Linked DNA regions of Mus musculus: region 2 is linked to region 1. Evidence: chromatin contacts called from public HiChIP or PLAC-seq data. All regions are on one chromosome and are shown on one strand. The core of a region is the stretch at or near the end of the contact, and the rest is flanking DNA. Distances in the headings are between cores, read along the strand shown. Region 1 has its middle 35 kb from the start of Slc39a8. Region 2 holds the start of Slc39a8 (solute carrier family 39 (metal ion transporter), member 8).

Region 1 (3,013 bases), core at 240-2,739:
CAGTGGAGATGTCTGAAAACATCATAAGTAATCAGATTATCTCCCTAAAATATATCTAACACACATAAATTCATACATAAATATCCATATATATTTTAAATGAAAATTTCCCATCTGGGTGAACAATACTCCCTCCAAGAGCCCAAGACCATCTAATAAACACCTCAATACCGGACACAAGAAGCCCTCTTTTGAGTTTTCATTCAGGGTTGTCCAAGACACTCCCCAAACATACAGTCTATTGCTATTGCCCTTAGGTTGTTCCCCCAAGAGGTAGAGGACAAATCCCTATTGCAGAGGACACCATGTGCTTCAGAGGCAGGGCCCATAGCTGGATCTGACACGAATGCCTCCATCCTGAGGAATAGCACTCATGGTACAAGAAGACACCATGCATGTTTTCAAAGGAAGAGAGCAAACAACAGTCCTACCTAGCTAGGACATTTGTGAACCTCAACAATGTCCAGTTAGCATCATAACCCTAAGGGTGTGGTAGTACACCTTGGTGGTAACCAACAGTCTCTAATTGGACTTAAGGTCAGCTCAACAGGAGGGAAACCATGCATGGTACTGGAGACCTCACCAACTACCATGGGCTAGTGAACTCATGAATCCTGGAGGAGATCTTAACCACCAGTTAATCCCTACCTACATTCTAAATATTTGTCCCAATACTCACAGATAAGTGCAGTCCTCACCCCTCTGCCAGGAGACTTCTCTTTGCCTCAGATAAAGACATCACGAAAGCCCACCACAAACAAAATGAAGAGCTGTGGAGCGCAGTCTCAGTCTACTCATCTGTCAGATACGCCCAACCCTAAGGCTCAAGGAACCATTGCGGAAGAGCACGTGGCAAGATTTTAAGAGCCAGAGGAACAGGGAGTTTCTGTGAGATTATGTTTCCTAGGAATTTCAGTAGCTACACCCATGAGGTCTCACTAACATGACTTCTAAAGACGAGCTGAACGAGAACAACAGTAGACATGTTAGTATGAATGGGAGAAAGTTCAAGGAATCATAGACAACAAAGGAATGATGGGAGAAATAGCTTTACCCAGGGAAGAGCACGCCAACTGGTTATCTAATACCAAATGGTCAGTTTTTAAGATGCACTTACAGGTAACGTTATAGAGACGCAACAGGTTATATGAACAGGAACACACACGCACACACATACACACCACACACGCACACCAAGTAATAAGAAAAGAAGCCATGAGTTTGGAAGGGAGCATGGAAGGGAACATGGGAAGATTTTGAAGGAAGAAAGGGTAGAGGAAAAGAATAAATGTAATTATATTATAAATTTAAAAAGAAATGATGATGATGATGAAGAAGAACTTGGTTCTTCCTGTCAAAGCCAGCAATAGCTTACCAGCTGTGAGAGGAAGAATCTATGTTGGTGATACATTTTCTCCACCCCAGTGAGCCCTCAGATGACTGTTAGTGTCCCCATCATCTTCCTCAGCTGCCTGAGAGTGAGTCACAAACACCGATTGTGTAATTTGCAAAATCCATGAAACAGCACTGGATGAGTCCTCTAAAAATATACTACTTACTGGTGTAATTGCTCATGCAATAGACAGCAAACGTACCCTGCTTATTTTTACCATCTGCCATTTTTTTAGGAAATTACTTCAGGATAATAATCAGCCATTGAAATTTAACAAAATATCTTCTAGAGCAGCTTTAAGTTGGTTTTAAAAGGGCAGAAAGTGCAAAGATATAAGTTACCTGCTTTATTACAAGTTTCATTACTTCGACATATTTGTTACATGATGATGATGATGTCAGAGTATACTTCCCAGCCTGGCTTAGAACTGACACTCTTGCCTCAGTCTCCTAAGTACTAGGGTTACAGGTGCATGGCACCACAGTCAGCCAGGCCTATTGCTATTAATTTGTCTGTAGTTTATAGTAAAGGTCATGCTACACTTTGATATTAGGGTTTGGATGATCTATAACCGCAGTTTTTCAGCAGTACAGTATCATGTTGAATGGTTCCACAAAGTGTCTGTGCTATTTTTACCCCTACCAATCCCTCTCCCTCTTTGTCTTCTCTAGACTTCCTGATCTGGTTTTATCTTTCCCAAGATGAGAATTCTGCACTAGGTAAGATGCCGTAGTTAGAATATCCACTAGTTAGAATTGTGCAGTATGTAGCCTTTTCTTTTCTTTCCATTTTATTTGTCTGTCTTTCTGTGTGAGTGTGTATATCTGTGTGTATGTGTGTCTGTCTGTCTGTCTGTCTGTCCGAGTGTATGTCTATGTCTGTGTTTCTCTCTCTCTCTCTCTCTCTCTCTCTCTGTGTGTGTGTGTGTGTGTGTGTGTGTATGTGTGCATACTATAGTGCACATGTGGAGATCAGAAGACAACTTGTGGAATTGGTTCTCTTTTTCCACCATGTGGGACTGGGGATGGAGCTCAGGTTGTCAGGCTTGGCATCAAGGTCATGCATTGCTGAGCCATCTTGCTGGCCCTGTATGCTGCCTTTTTGAATGAGCTGCTTTCATTTGTTAACATTTCTCAAGTTTCCTCTATGACTTTTTATGCCTTGATAATTCATTTTTAATCACCAAATAATATCCCATTCAATATTGTTTTCTATTGAAGAATGCCTTGGTTGTCTCTAGATTCCATCAATTATGCAGAATGCTGAACCTCAGCTATTTTCGTTTGCATTTAAAGAATACAGTGTAGTATCCATTTTCTACTAATAATGTATTCATTATGAAAATTTAGGAAGTTCAGAAAAGACTAAAATGAAAATAAATGATATTAGTAACCTCACCCTAAAGATGATACTGGTAATCATTAGTGTATATCTAGATACTCCATGTTCTTCCATCTATCCATCTGTCTATACATCCATCATCTGTCCATCTGTCTACCCATCTATCTATCCATCTGTCTATCTATCTCTCTATCCATCCATCTACCCATCTGTCTATCTCTCACCTGTGGCTATATTTGTGTATACTTCTTCTACATTTGCTTTTTACAAACTTGGGTA
Region 2 (3,013 bases), core at 148-2,647, 35 kb after region 1:
TATACTACACTTAAAACTCCACTAAAAAGTTGAAGAGACTTTTTTTTTTTAATCAGAAACTTATCAGCTGGGTAGATGCAAGAGCTCCTTTGTGCTATCAACTTACATTTGGCCCTTTTGTGAGAGGTTTGCCCTTTGAGCATCAGTACCGTTCTGTAAATTAATACCAACATCGGACAGATTTTTTTTTTTTTTTAATTGGAAAGAGTCCAGCCTCAGGATCATTTAGTTCACTGCCTTTCAAGGCAGGGCTTTTTGTCATGTACAGGTGAGTGCTTCTCACCTGGGATCTGTTGATCTGAATTGCTTCCAGTCATGAAGAAATTATTCTCCACATTAAGGCTTGGCACACTTATGCAGAAAACTTCCTCCTGGCAGCTGCCCTGTACAGCTGCCTAATGCCTCTGGTGTGAGACGGAACATATCCCCACCTCTATCACAGGAAAGTCCTTCTGTTGTTCTTGCCTAGGCCCCCATCTTCCTAGAATCCAGCACCCCCGCCCCCGCCCCCCCTCCTGCCACACACACACACACACACACACACACACACACACACACACACACACACGGGGGGGGGGAGAGAGAGAGAGAGAGAGAGAGAGAGAGAGAGAGAGAGAGAGAGAGAGAGAGAGAAAGAGAGAGGGAGAGCGCCAAATTTCTTATGAGTAATAGTTTCTTTTTCCTTCTACCTTGTTTTTCTGTTAGCTGTCTGCCTGTTTTTAAACTTGCTGTTTTTAGGAGGGTAAAACACACACACACACCCATCCTGAAAGGCATGAACAGCACTTTGAATTCTTTTTCTGACAGCCGAGCGGGTTTCACTTTATTTCTTTATTTCTAGATCGTTTCATCCACCGGACACAACCTTTGTCCCCAAACACCACATTCACTTTACACAAACTTGTTGACCTGACACCCAACTCAGCTTTTCTTGAACCTTCGTCTGAGCAAATAAACATTCCTTGTGATCTGCGGATATCCCGAGCGGCGTCAGGAAGGGCCCGCGAGGCCCCTGCTGGCTCAGCTAGCCCACCAACTTGCGACTGATTTGGTTTCCTCTTTCTCCTCTGATTTTTAAGAAGTGAGGCAAAAAACCAATTCCTGTTCATTTTTGAGACAATGCAAGGGGCTCTAGACACCGTTGCAGGAAGCTGATTTCATGGAGGTCACCAAAAAAGTGGGCCGGGACACCAGGAAGGGGGCTAGGGATCCCACCGTGGAGGTGGGCTCCAGGGAGTAGGCACCACAGCGGCTGGGATGGCAGACAGAGAGGTAAGCGCCCCGGCGTGGACGCACTTGGGAGATCAGCCTGGGGGAGTGTGACACCACGTGCTTCAGGGGCGGGGACAACACTCTCCCTCCCCTTCTTATCTCTAAAGGGTGCAGGGCCTGATCTCAGAGTTTCTTAGAGAAAGGAGAGAGAAAGACAGACAGAGAGAGAGAGAGAGAGAGAGAGAGAGAGAGAGAGAGAGAGAGAGAGAGAGAGAGAGAGAAGTATTTTGAATATATTTGAACCTCAGGGGCTGACATAGACAGTAGAGGTGAGAGGCTAGCAACTTCTCCGTTTCAACTTGCCAAGCTCACAGCCAGTTGTGCAGAGAGGGTCCAGCGTAGACGCGGGAACCTGGGGACCCCGAGGGAGTGTTTCTCTGCAGATTTTTGGGGGGTGGGAGCTTCAGTCCCGACCCTTCCACGTTTCTGCGGCGGGAAAAAAAAGCCTCAAGACAGGAAGAGGAGTTGGGGTTGCACAGTCAGAGGATTTAGTTCCCCGAAGTGTGGCGCGGTTGGGGCTTTATATCCGGGACAAGCGAGAGTCACCACACTGTAAGCAAATCCTGGGGCTTCAGCAAACCAGGCTCCGGGCAGCTGGCCCCACGCCCGGCTCGGAGTTCGAGACTCTGGCCACTCAGAGCTCTGGGGCCCGCAGACTGCTGACCCAGTGCCCTTTATCTCTGTCCCCCTTTGTTCCTTTTATCTCAGGCTCCGCAGGAGGCTCCGAGAGGCCACACTGCCTATCGCCCTTCTGGCTGTTCTACCTCTTCAATGCCCCGAAGGTCTGAGACTGCAGAGCGGGGGCACGGAGTGTCTCGCTAACTGGGCCAGGCAGTGACGCGGGACCGGCGCACCCTCCCACCCCCACCCTAACGGCACTGACACCGGGGCACCGGCGCGGGTCCCTGCATCAGCTAGCTCCGGAGCTGCGCGCTCCACGATGGCTCCGGGCCGGGCAGTGGCCGGGCTGCTGCTGCTGGCGGCCACCAGCCTGGGACACCCCTCGGAGGGACCGGAGCTCGCCTTCAGTGAGGATGTGCTGAGCGTGTTCGGCGCCAACCGGAGCCTGTCGGCCGCGCAGCTGGGGCGCCTGCTGGAGCGTCTGGGGGCTGCATCCCAGCAGGGAGCGCTGGACCTGGGCCAGCTGCACTTCAACCAGGTAAGGGTGGCCCCGTTCTCTGCAGTTTTCTCAGATTCCCATCCCCAGAGCAGTAGCACCAGAGAAAGGATTTCGTGAAGTTTTTCAAGTTTGAAGCGGTCATTTGATCCTCACCGGTTGGTTCACCGGGCATTAAGGGACTTGAGTTAGAGATCTGGCAAGCCAAAATGAGAAGTTGAGCTACCAGAGGACTTGTTGATCTATAGAAAAACGGATAGGTCTACGAAGTAGTTGAGGGCGGAAACTCACCCAAGATATGAACTTTAGATAGGAATGGTATATTTAATTCTTAAGGAAAGAGCCATTTACTTAACTTACACATTCAGCAGTAGGAACCTGTCACCTGCGGTCCTTATCAGTTTCAGGGTGAGTGACCACTCCCATTTAAAAACACTCTTGTGAATATTGCATAAGGCCGTTAGGGCTGAAACAGCACACCTTACAGATGGGGAAACTGTGGACACCTTAAAACTCAGATCACCCCGTGATTACTGGTTCAGTTGGTGCCAGCCTGGGGTTGGAGTCATTTTCTAGTCACGTCATGTCATGTGTTTAACTCTAAAATTCATTCAAAATAACAAA

What was found. HiChIP or PLAC-seq counts read pairs in DNA pulled down with a chosen protein or histone mark.
Region 2: a contact with region 1 is called in an H3K4me3 HiChIP or PLAC-seq map of bone marrow-derived macrophages, with 2.2 times the contacts expected there. The contact joins the promoter of Slc39a8 here to the enhancer-like site in region 1. A contact is called at or near these places in 1 of 15 datasets of contacts at CTCF or cohesin (the NIH/3T3 cell line), 1 of 484 Hi-C or Micro-C datasets (liver), 5 of 115 datasets of contacts at active chromatin or transcription factors (bone marrow-derived macrophages, embryonic stem cells and intestinal villus epithelium) and 1 of 9 other capture datasets (adipose tissue).

The regions. Positions count from the first base shown.
Region 1 is chr3:135,789,387-135,792,399 of GRCm38.p6, forward strand. No RefSeq gene overlaps it. Among named protein-coding and RNA genes, the nearest start is that of Slc39a8, 35 kb to the right of the region's middle. Within about 2 kb of position 1,490, at least 2 of the 459 cell types and tissues checked have an H3K27ac peak or open chromatin away from gene starts, as enhancers often do. A contact at or near this core is called in bone marrow-derived macrophages, where this site is marked.
Region 2 is chr3:135,824,260-135,827,272 of GRCm38.p6, forward strand. Slc39a8 (solute carrier family 39 (metal ion transporter), member 8) reads left to right here and starts at 1,398. Exons shown (of 9, transcript NM_001135149.1): 1 at 1,398-1,541; 2 at 1,981-2,431. The coding sequence starts at 2,213.